Regions from separate parts of the Mus musculus genome. Here region 1 is linked to region 2. Evidence: chromatin contacts called from public promoter capture Hi-C data. All regions are on one chromosome and are shown on one strand. The core of a region is the stretch at or near the end of the contact, and the rest is flanking DNA. Distances in the headings are between cores, read along the strand shown.

Region 1 (5,182 bases), core at 1,946-4,445, 110 kb before region 2:
GGCTTCAGTTGGAGAGACATTTACAACAAAGCCAGGCTTGCAGGAGATCCTGACCATTCATTCATTCATTCATTCATTCTCCCTCCCTCTCCCTCTCACACTCACTATCCCTCTCTCTCTGTCTCGTGTGTGTGTGTGTGTGTGTGTGTGTGTGTGTCTGTCTGTCTGTCTGTCTGTCTGTGTATGTGCCCTATAGCATGTCATGGAAAACCTATGGGAGTCTGTTTTCTCTTTCCATCATGTGGGTTCTGCAGACTGAGCCAGGTCAGGCTTGGCAGCAAGTACTTTTACCCACTGAGCCATCCTGCCAATCACCCACGCTTGCTTTTTGAGACCGGGCCTCTCAGTGACTTTGGAGCTTGCTGATTTGGTTGGACTAGTTTGGCAGCAAGTCCTGGAATTCTCTCTCCCTCTCCCCAGTGCTGAGACTGCAGATGTCACCGTGTGCAGTTTTTTATGTGGGTGCTGAGGATCCCACTCAAGTCTTCATGCTTGTGTGCACTTTACAGTGTGCTCAAGCCCTCAGTTGTCTGACGAAGCTGATTTCATTAGTTTCAATAGTGGGGTTAAGTTGGCCGCATGTATACATATATATCTTTGTCATGTACTGCTTTCCAGGGAAACTTTAAGCAAACATATTTGTGGCCAGTTTACCTCTTCAACAACCTCTCGTAGTCATGGTTGTGTATGTGTGGTTTTTTTTTCCCCTGTGCTTGGCCCTGGACTTGCCTAGGTGCTCTGGACTGGCTGCTGTGTCCTTGAAAAGGCAGGAGGTCATATAGCTTTTTGACTCAGTGGAATCCTATGATGGCTTCTTTGGAGAATTCTTTCCTCCCAGTACTGCTCTCTAGTTACCAGAATCTTCTGCCACAAGGAGCTGCTGCCCTCAGAGAGCTGCCTTCCCTCTCCTGGCCACTAGAGGGTCAGCTCTACCTGTTCCCCTGCTGGCTTCCAGCTAGGCCTGTGATGTCATTCTTGTTTCATGCTGGGCCCTCTGGAGCAGAGCCCTCACCTCCTCCTAGCAAGAGGTGCACAGACCCCCCACCCCTTGAGGCTTAAGCCTAGTTATCCCCGCATCCCCCGACACAGCACTTGGTAGGCACTCAGTTGGAAATAGTTTTAGCCTTTTATATAATGTATAATATATTTTAAGTAACATTTAAAATTCAACCCCGAGATTGAAATCTTTGCTTCAAAGGACACTATTCATAAAGTGTTGGAGGGGGGATGAAAAGATAGTGTCCATAGGAAAAGAGAAGCTATTCTCTCTGAAAAAGGTCTGGTACGCAAAATAGAGTGAGAACTATTTCAGCCTTTCAGAGAGAGTCTGGGGGCTGGGAAATGGCTATCCATGGTGTGTGCTGGTGTGAAGCCCTGTGTTTGAATCTCCAGAACTCTTGTGGCAGTCTTTATCTATAACCCCAGTTAGGGAGAGGGAGGGCACATTTCTGAGAAATCCTCAGGGTTCACTGGCCAGGTAGGCCATGAATCGCTGAGCACAAGTTCAGTAAGAGACATAACCTATAAGAATAGTGTATGTGTGCTGGGCCTGGTGGCTCATGCTTTAATCCCAGCACTTGGGAGGCAGAGGCTGGTGCATCTCTGAGTTCCAGGCTAGCCTGGTGTACAGAGTGCTAGGACAGCCAGAGCTACAGAGAGAAACCCTGTATGGAAAAACCACAATAATAACAAAAAAGATTAATGTGTAGTGTGACTAAGACACTCAGCCCACATGTATATGTTGCTCTGCACATGCACTGACACACACAAGCCCACACAGCACACATAAAAACAAGTTACACAGTGGACAAAGGATTTCTCCAAGGAAGATATGCAAATAAGCCAGGAAGTACACAAAACGATGCTTTTTCTATTACTGTTTATTACTTTTAAATTAATTGCTATTAAGCCCAGTGAAATGTAAGAGAAAGCCATGGTAAGGTGTTGCCTTACTCCATTAAGGTGGCTGTAATAAGAAAGACATCAGCAAGTGTTGACAAAAAAAATGAAAAAGCTAGACCTCTTCTCTAATCTCTGAGAATGTAAAGATCATGGCTACTTTGGCAAACAGTTCTGTTTCCTAGAAAACATAAATAGGCCTTTTGAGGCTTTGGGTTTTTTTTTAACTTTTTTTCTTCTTTTGATTTATTTATTTATTATATATAAGAACACTGTAGCTGTCTTCAGACACATCAGATCTCATTACAGATGGTTGTGAGCCACCATGTTGTTGCTGGGATTTGAACTTAGGGCCTCTGGAAGAGCATTTAGTGCTCTTAACCACTGAGCCATCCCTCCAGCTCCTTGAGGTTGGTTTTGGGGTCTGGGGAGGGGGGTTGTTTGTTTGTTGTTGTTTTTTCGAGATGGGGTTTCTCTGTGTCACCCTGGCTGTCCTGGAACTTACTCTGTAGACCAGGCTGGCCTTGAACTCAGAAATCCACCTGCCTCTGCCTCCCAAGTGCTGGGATTAAAAGCGTGCCCCACCACTCACTGCCTGGCAAGGTTGTTTTTAATTCCTTTTCTTTCTGGTGTTGAAGATGAAAGACAAGATCCCACAAATATAAGCAGTGCTCTACCCCTGAGCCACATCCCCGGGCTGGCATGGGGAGCATAGATTTTATGTGATTTAACAATTCTTTGGATTTGAAGGCAGGTTTTACTATGTAGTCTAGGCTGGCCTTAAACTTAACTATCAAGACAGCCTCGAAGTCACGTGTAAGTCCTCAGCTTTTAGCAGTCGGGGTTGCAAGCCTATCACTGTCAAAGACCTCAGCTTTAGCAGTCATGGTTGCAAGCCTGTCACTGTGCGAGCTCACATGTCAATGGCTCATCGGTTCTAGACCTGGAAGTATGTCTTCATAAAGATGTGGATAAAAACGCTCAGAGCAGCACTGTAGTCAAAAAGTGCCATCCAGCCAGGTATTCGTTTTCTCATGAATGGCGAGATAAATAAAGCTTGGTGTATCCATGCAGTAGATGTGAGTGGTCTTACCTGACAGTAAGAAGGAACTACGTTCTGATAATGTGCTGTAGTGCGGATAACCCGTGATCACATGCCGAGTCATAGGAACCAAACTCCAAGTCACATGCTGTGTGTTTCCATTTCTTTGAAATGTCCAAAATAGATAAATCTGTTGAGTCAGATTACCCTGCAGCCACCCCACCCCCTGCCATGAATACACTGTTTGTTTCAGGGGTGTTGAAATGCTCTAAAATTAGTTAATGGCACAGGTTGCACAATTCTCTGATTATGCTACAAAACACTGAACTTCCTTTTCCAAAACTTTGTATTTTATTGACTGTAAATTTTCAGATCAAGAAGTTTAATTAACTGTAGACAGAGTAAATGCAATTTTGGTATTGTTTGTTTAGGAATACATCTATGATTAAAAGTAATGATAAAAACATAAAATAATACTGGAGAGGTGCCTGAGAGTTAAGCACACTTGCTACTGGGTTTTGTTTGGTTAGTTTTTGTTTTGTTTGAAATTTTCTCTTGTAGCCCTGGCTGTCCTTGAATTCACTAGTGCAACAGTCTGGCCTCAAAGATCAGGTGCTGGGATTAAAGGCGTGTGCCACCACTCCTGGCCTTACTTGCTGAGAGGACCCTGATTCAGTTCCTAGTACCCAGTGTGTTAGTTCTCAACTGCCTATTATTCCAGTTCCAGGGGGATCCACCATCCTCTTCTAGTCCCTATGAGTACCGCACACGTGCACACACACATACATACATACATAAACACACACACACACAGTGCACTTACATGAAGGCAAAATATACACATAAACTAAAAGTAAGGTTTTTTTAGAGGTTTTATATTTTTTCAGTTTTTTGTTTTGTTTTTTCGAGACAGGGTTTCTCTGTGTAGCCCTGGCTGTCCTGGAACTCACTTTGTAGACCAGGCTGGCCTCGAACTCAGGAATCCACCTCCCTCTGCCTCCCAAGTGCTGGGATTAAAGGCGTGTACCACCACCACCCGGCCTAGAGGTTTTATTTTTATATGAACATTTTGCCCAAAAATGTAAATGTATCACATGCACACATGGTGCCTGTGGAGGCCAGAAGAGGGCATCAGATTTCTATACTGTAGTTACAGATGTGAGCTCCATGTGCATGCTAGGCAGCAAACCTGGGCCTCTACAAGAGCAGCCAGTGCTCCTAAGCTGAGCCACCTCTCCAGCTCCTGCCAAGCAAACCTTTTCCTTTTTTCTTTTTTTTAGGATTTCATATGTGAGCACTGTCATTTCTAGCCCTCCTACCTCCAGCACTCACTTCCAAGTTCATGATCTCTTCTTCTATGCTTCTTGTTGCTACCCTCACACGTATACAAACACATACTTGTGGATATAATCTTCTGCATATGGGGGACTAGACAGCCTACTAGTGCTCATCCTATAGAAGGCTGATTCTCCTCTCAGCAGCCATTGTAAATGAATCTGCTTGGTTGGTTGTTTCATTTGAGACAGGGTCTTACTGTTTAGCCCTGACTGATCTGGAATTCCTTATGTAGACCAGGTTAGCCTTAGGCTTACAGAGATCTGCCTGCTTCTGCCTCCTGAGTGCTGAGATTAAAGGAATGTGCCGCAATGCTCAGTGTCAATAAATTAAAATAGTAGCAGTAGTAGTAATAATTTGTGAAAGTAAAAGTTAACCAAAATTGAAAAATGTGGTTACTTCTGGGGAGGATCAAAAATAGCAAGACAAACAAACCCCGAAGTTTGTCATTTAAATCAGAGAAGTTAGTGTAAATTATAACTTGTTAATTTTTAAAATTCAACTTTCCAAACAACACCCTCTGTTCAGATTAAGTCAGAATAAAAGTGAAGTATTTATCTATAACTTAATACTTGCTTCAAACCGGTTCTTCTGCAGTTCTGTCTAGTTCTTTGCTAAACACTAAAGATTTGATACACTCATATCTATGATTGTATGATTTTCCCACCAACACCTGGTGTACATTTGGAATTGCATGCCTTATATATGTTATTGTATCAGACACAGTGGCAAGTGTTAGAGACATGAGGAGAAAAGAAAAACCAATTTCTGTCTTCAAGCAATGGCCTCTGCGGGGCATGGTGGTTCAGATAGATCTCTAGATTCAAGGCTAGCCTGGTCTACAAAGTGAATTCCAGGACAGCCAGAGCTACAGAAATCCTTTAAAGCTTTGCTCTAGGCCTAGGC
Region 2 (5,083 bases), core at 2,134-4,633:
AGCTACCATGTGGGTGCTGAAATTCAAATCCGAATTGTCTACAGAATTAGCAAGTACTCTTGACCAGTGGCCGAGCCATCTCTCCATCCCCACCTTATTTTTTTTTCACTGAACCTAGAGCTTATTGATTCAATTAAACTGGCAGGCCATCAACCCCCAAGGATCCTTCTGCCTCTGCATCCCCCTGCAAAATTACAGGCACCTACTACCACACCCAGCTTTTGTGTGGGTAGCAGGGACCCAAACTCCAGTCTTCATGGCTGTGCACCCGAACCCTTTACCCTGAGTCATCTCCCCAGCTTGTGTTTCCTTTTGACTGTGTTCAAACTGATTTCTTGGCCTTTATAACTTTTTTTTTTTTTAAGTCAAGAAGGTGTGCCTGGACTTCTCAAGTTGAACACACATCAGGAGCAACTGGATACAATTCAAAGCTGATTCCTGGTTTCTGGGCTCCAGAGACTGACTCAACAAGTCTGCAGGGGCTCCAGCTAACAAACATTTGTAAGAGATTTTGTGGTGGGTATTCTCATTTCCCTTGAAAACTCTTGACTATTCATCTCAACACTTGGGCGGCAAACAGATCTCTGTGAGTTCGAGGCCAGCCAGGGCTACCTGTTAAGTCATTAGAGTAACTCAAAAATAGATCAATGTAAATGTCTTCATTAGGTATCATGGTAAATGTCTTAGTGCTTCTCTTGCTGTGATGAAACACAATGTCTACAAGGAACTTGGGCAGGAAAAGGTTTGCGTCATCTTACAGTTTGTTGTCCAGCATCCAAGAAAGTCAGCGCAGGAACTCAAGGCAGGAACCTGAGGGTAGGAACTGGTGCAGAGGTCACAGAGGAACGCTGCTCACAGCTTTGCTTCCTTATACACCCAGGGACACCTGCCCAGGAATGGTACGCTCACAGTGGGCTGTACCTTCCCACATCAATCACTAATTTAGAAAACGCACTACAAAGCTGGCTGCTGGTGCCGCATGCTTTCAACCCCAGCGCTTGGGAGACCAAGGCAGGTAGATCTCTGTGAGTTAAAGATCAGTCTGGTCTACAGAGTGAGTTCGAGGACAGCCAGGGCTTTATGGAGAAACCCTGTTTCTAAAAATCAAAAAAAAAAAAAAAAAAAAGCACTACAGAGTTTCCTACAAGCAAATCTTAAGAAGAAATTTTCTCAACTGAGTCCCTCTTCTCAAAGACTTCAGTTTCTTTCAAGGTCACATAAAACTATCTAGCACAATAAATAAACAGAACAGACTTGTCCAAAATGACTGAACTAAAAAGTAACATTTCCTAACTCAGTAAGCTCCGGGGCCTTTAGGCTGTTGGAATCCACAGTGGATACCTAACTACGGAGCCAAGGGATACCTTGATGCCCAGAGTCTACAGTCTACACATTCCTTGAGTTTTGGAGAAGCACTCACCGCCCTCATGGGCGTGACATACAATTCAGGACACTCAAACCCACAATGATTTAACTGTCCCTGCAGCCCATGGGATTTTTTTTTCCTCTCGCATCTGGCCTGCAGCTGTTTCTGCATGTGCTTCCATCCATCAGAAGTTGGCCTGGGCCTCTATTCTGATTGAGAGACTTAGGCATGCCCTTTAAAAAGACAATTTTCAGAAAGTACTCAAAACTCAACAATCAGGATAAATTAGTATTTGGCGGTTAGGTTGATAAGATCAATAGGTAACGTGCCAGGCTGCCGGTTGGGGGATAAATAGTATAAGAGGTGCTTAATGTTCCCCTTGGCCGAGCCTGAGCACCAGTCTGTTTGTGTAGTTAGGACAGGCCTTCGGTCTATGTCCCCCACTGCAAGTTCCTGCCAAGTGAGTGGGTTTCATCAAGAAAGCTCCACCCCCACAACGTAGGAGGGTAGGACACGTATGTGTACATGTGTGCACCTGTGTGCACATGTGTGCACCTGTGTGCACACGTGCAAACAGAAGCCAGAAGTTCATGATATCAGTTGCTCTTCTGCCTTATTTTTTTAGACAGGGACTTCTTTCTTTCTTTTCTTCTTTCTTTCTTCCCTTTTCTTTTTCTTTCTTTTTTTTTTACCATGTTGATATTTATTTCCTTTTACATAAAATACAAAACAGTTAAGCATGAGTAGATATGGAACTTATTATTTCAGATTGGCAGAGCAAAGACTTTTAAAGTATCAATTCATATGAATCACTTTGTCCATAAATTATAATTTATTTGTGTTTTAAAAACACAGGTAGAATTTTAAGTAACTAATGTCCCATTCACACTCACACTGTAATCACTACAGAAATAAACATGTAATTATTTTGTGTAATAATTAATAAATAATTTTTAAAAGCACCCTTTTTAAAGCAGTTGATTTCAACTTTCTTCCCTTTTCTATTCTTTAATTATTTTATTATGTGTGTGAGTGTTTTGTTGGAATGTATGTCTGTACACCACCCGTGTGCCTGGTCCCCAAGGAGGCCAGAGAGAACACTGGCTCCCCTGGAACTGGAGTTACAGATGACTGTGAGCCACCATGTGGGTGCTGGGAATGCAACTCCGGTGCTCTGGAAGACTAGCTAGCGCTCTTTAACCACTGGGCCATCATCTCTCCAGCCCTGGAGAGGTGCAGGGTCTTCCACAGAACCTGAAGCTCACCCACTTGGCCAGGCTGACTGAGCAATGAGATCTAGAAATCTCCTGTTTCCAGGCCCCAACCCCAGAGCTGGAGTCACAGACAAGCTCCTGCTGTGTGGGTACTGGAGATTCGAATCCAGGTCCTCACACTTGTGGGGCAGCTTTTTACTAACGGAGCCATCTTTCCAGCCCCTTCCCCCTCCCCCCAGTAGTCTTTTTTGCTGGCTCCTCGCTTTGGGTGTGTTCCCAAACATGAACTGGAGAGAAAGGGTAAAGAGGGCTATGTGCCAAGGTGTTCCTGGAAAAGTCTGCCCTGTCGGGAATATCCTTCCTCTTTGTATCCAATTAGGCTCGACCTCAAATGTGCAAGTTGTACCATTCAGAACACTGGGGCCTGCCTGAGCTTGGGATAGATTTTGCTGATTTGTAAAATCATCATGGCCTGATTAGGTTCCAAAGTGGAGAGGCTCCTCAGCCTGACTTTGGAAAAACATCTGAAAGAGTAGTTAGTTCCCCAGGAACAACTTCCTAGCCACACCCTAAGGTCGGCTCCAGGATGCTCTGAGGTCATTCACTCACTCCTGAATCTCATTAAAAACCCTTGTTAGATCTCCCCGTCTCTTCCTTGGAATTTCCATTTCTTCTCTGGTCCAAGAACTATAAAACCTTGCCAATCAAGTGGTAACCACGGGAACAAGAACAGGGCTCCCTTGAAAAGGGGTGGCTCCAGAGAACTGCAAAGGAGAGGAAATGATTGGGCTCCCTCCCCGTACTGAAGATAAGCCTCCAGCGGATCACAGAAGAGGCTTTGCGGCAAAACGCTGGTCCCCACGGCCTCTGCTTGTCCACACCTCGTAAATTTACTCTGAGTTGCTTCATAACCCGCCAAGCACAGTGGTGTCTTCTGGGAAGGAAGCTTTGCAATCACTCCGGTTGTGTTAAACAAATAAACTTCAGAAATCGGGGCAAGCTGAACCCTGGGGAAGCTACACAGATGTGCAGGCTAGAAACTGCTAGAAATCTGGGTCTTGGGGATTGTGTTCCCAGCCTGCACAGGAATGGCTTGTCACAGAGGGTAGCAGAGATTGGAAGGTGGGAAAGTGGGGAGGTGGATTGGTCCTTATTTATACGGGCCCAAGTTGGGGTGTGTGCTTGCTTAAAAGGTTTGAGCCCATATAAATAAAGACCAATACCATCCCCAACACACACACACACATGCACACACGCACACACGCACACACACACACACACACACACACACACACACACACATGCACACACACAATACATGGAGGAAAGCCAAGATGAGGACAGGTGTCTCCAGACATTGGAATCCCTCTCAGGACCAGCTCCTCTTCCCAGTTCACACTGAAGACACAAAAGAGACTTCAACACTTGCTTGGGCAGCCAATCAACTCTTCACATTCTATGCCATTTATGCTTGCACACCACACCAAAAGCTTTGTTCTTCTATGGGCTGAGTTTCAGGAGCCAAGGAGAAACCTAAGAGAGGTTAGGAGCCCCCTCTAGTCACACACAAAGGAGGCAGTAGTCCTCTCCCTTGGAGGCACATTAGAACCCCCTGGTGTCCTTTAAAAACTGTCCCCAGGTCCAGGCTACACCCCATTTGGATTGCATCAAAATCTCTCTGATGGAGGCCAGGCTTAGGGTTTCTTAAAGTTCCCCAGTGGTAGAAGCCAAGTTCAGAACCAAGGAATCTGAACTGGATCAGACGAAGCCAACCAAGGGCAGGGCTGCCCTGGATGTGGATGATAAAGGGATGCCCACCATTTATGCGGGCAAAAGTGTGTGATCCTCAAGGGCGAGTCACCTCATTTTCCAAAACCTCATCTGAAAAGTGAAGATCACTCTGTAAAGTCCTCACGGCGCTACTTAAGGGTTCAATGATAGATGATTGCAAGGCCTCGGCTCTGTGCCTGGCACATAGAAAATGTCCAGGAACGTGTCATGCTCCCCAGTGCTTATACTGATGTCCTCTGTGAAAAAATGAGCAACGAAACCACATCTCCTCAGTTCTGGGGCTACGTGCTGCTGACACTCATGTCTTTAAAAGGGATGTGGGACTGCCACACCCGGGGATCCATCCCATAATCAGCCTCCAAATGCTGACACCATTGCATACGCCAGCAAGATTTTGCTGAAAGGACCCTGATATAGCTGTCTCGGGTGAGGCTATGCCAGTGCCTGGCAAACACAGAAGTGGATGCTCACAGTCAGCTATAGGATGGAACACAGGGCCCCCAATGGAGGAGCTAGAGAAAGTACCCTAGGAGCTAAAGGGGTCTGCAACCCTATAGGTGGAACAACAATATGAACTAACCAGTACCCACGGAGCTCGTGTCTCTACCTGCATATGTAGCAGAAGATGGCCTAGTCGGCCATCATTGGGAAGAGAGGCCCCTTGGTCTTGCAAACTTTATATGCCTCAGTACAGGGGAACGCCAGGTCCAAG

Evidence for each region. Capture Hi-C pulls out chosen DNA fragments and counts their contacts.
Region 1: a promoter capture Hi-C map of adipose tissue shows a contact between it and region 2. The contact joins two enhancer-like sites. A contact is called at or near these places in 1 of 115 datasets of contacts at active chromatin or transcription factors (embryonic stem cells) and 2 of 9 other capture datasets (adipose tissue and pancreatic islet).

What each region holds. Positions count from the first base shown.
Region 1 is chr11:103,398,149-103,403,330 of GRCm38.p6, reverse strand. All of the region lies in intron 2 of Plekhm1 (pleckstrin homology domain containing, family M (with RUN domain) member 1), which reads left to right. Among named protein-coding and RNA genes, the nearest start is that of Plekhm1, 12 kb to the left of the region's middle. Within about 2 kb of position 3,195, at least 62 of the 459 cell types and tissues checked have an H3K27ac peak or open chromatin away from gene starts, as enhancers often do. A contact at or near this core is called in adipose tissue, where this site is marked.
Region 2 is chr11:103,290,656-103,295,738 of GRCm38.p6, reverse strand. No RefSeq gene overlaps it. Among named protein-coding and RNA genes, the nearest start is that of Map3k14, 26 kb to the right of the region's middle. Within about 2 kb of position 3,383, at least 84 of the 459 cell types and tissues checked have an H3K27ac peak or open chromatin away from gene starts, as enhancers often do. A contact at or near this core is called in adipose tissue, where this site is marked.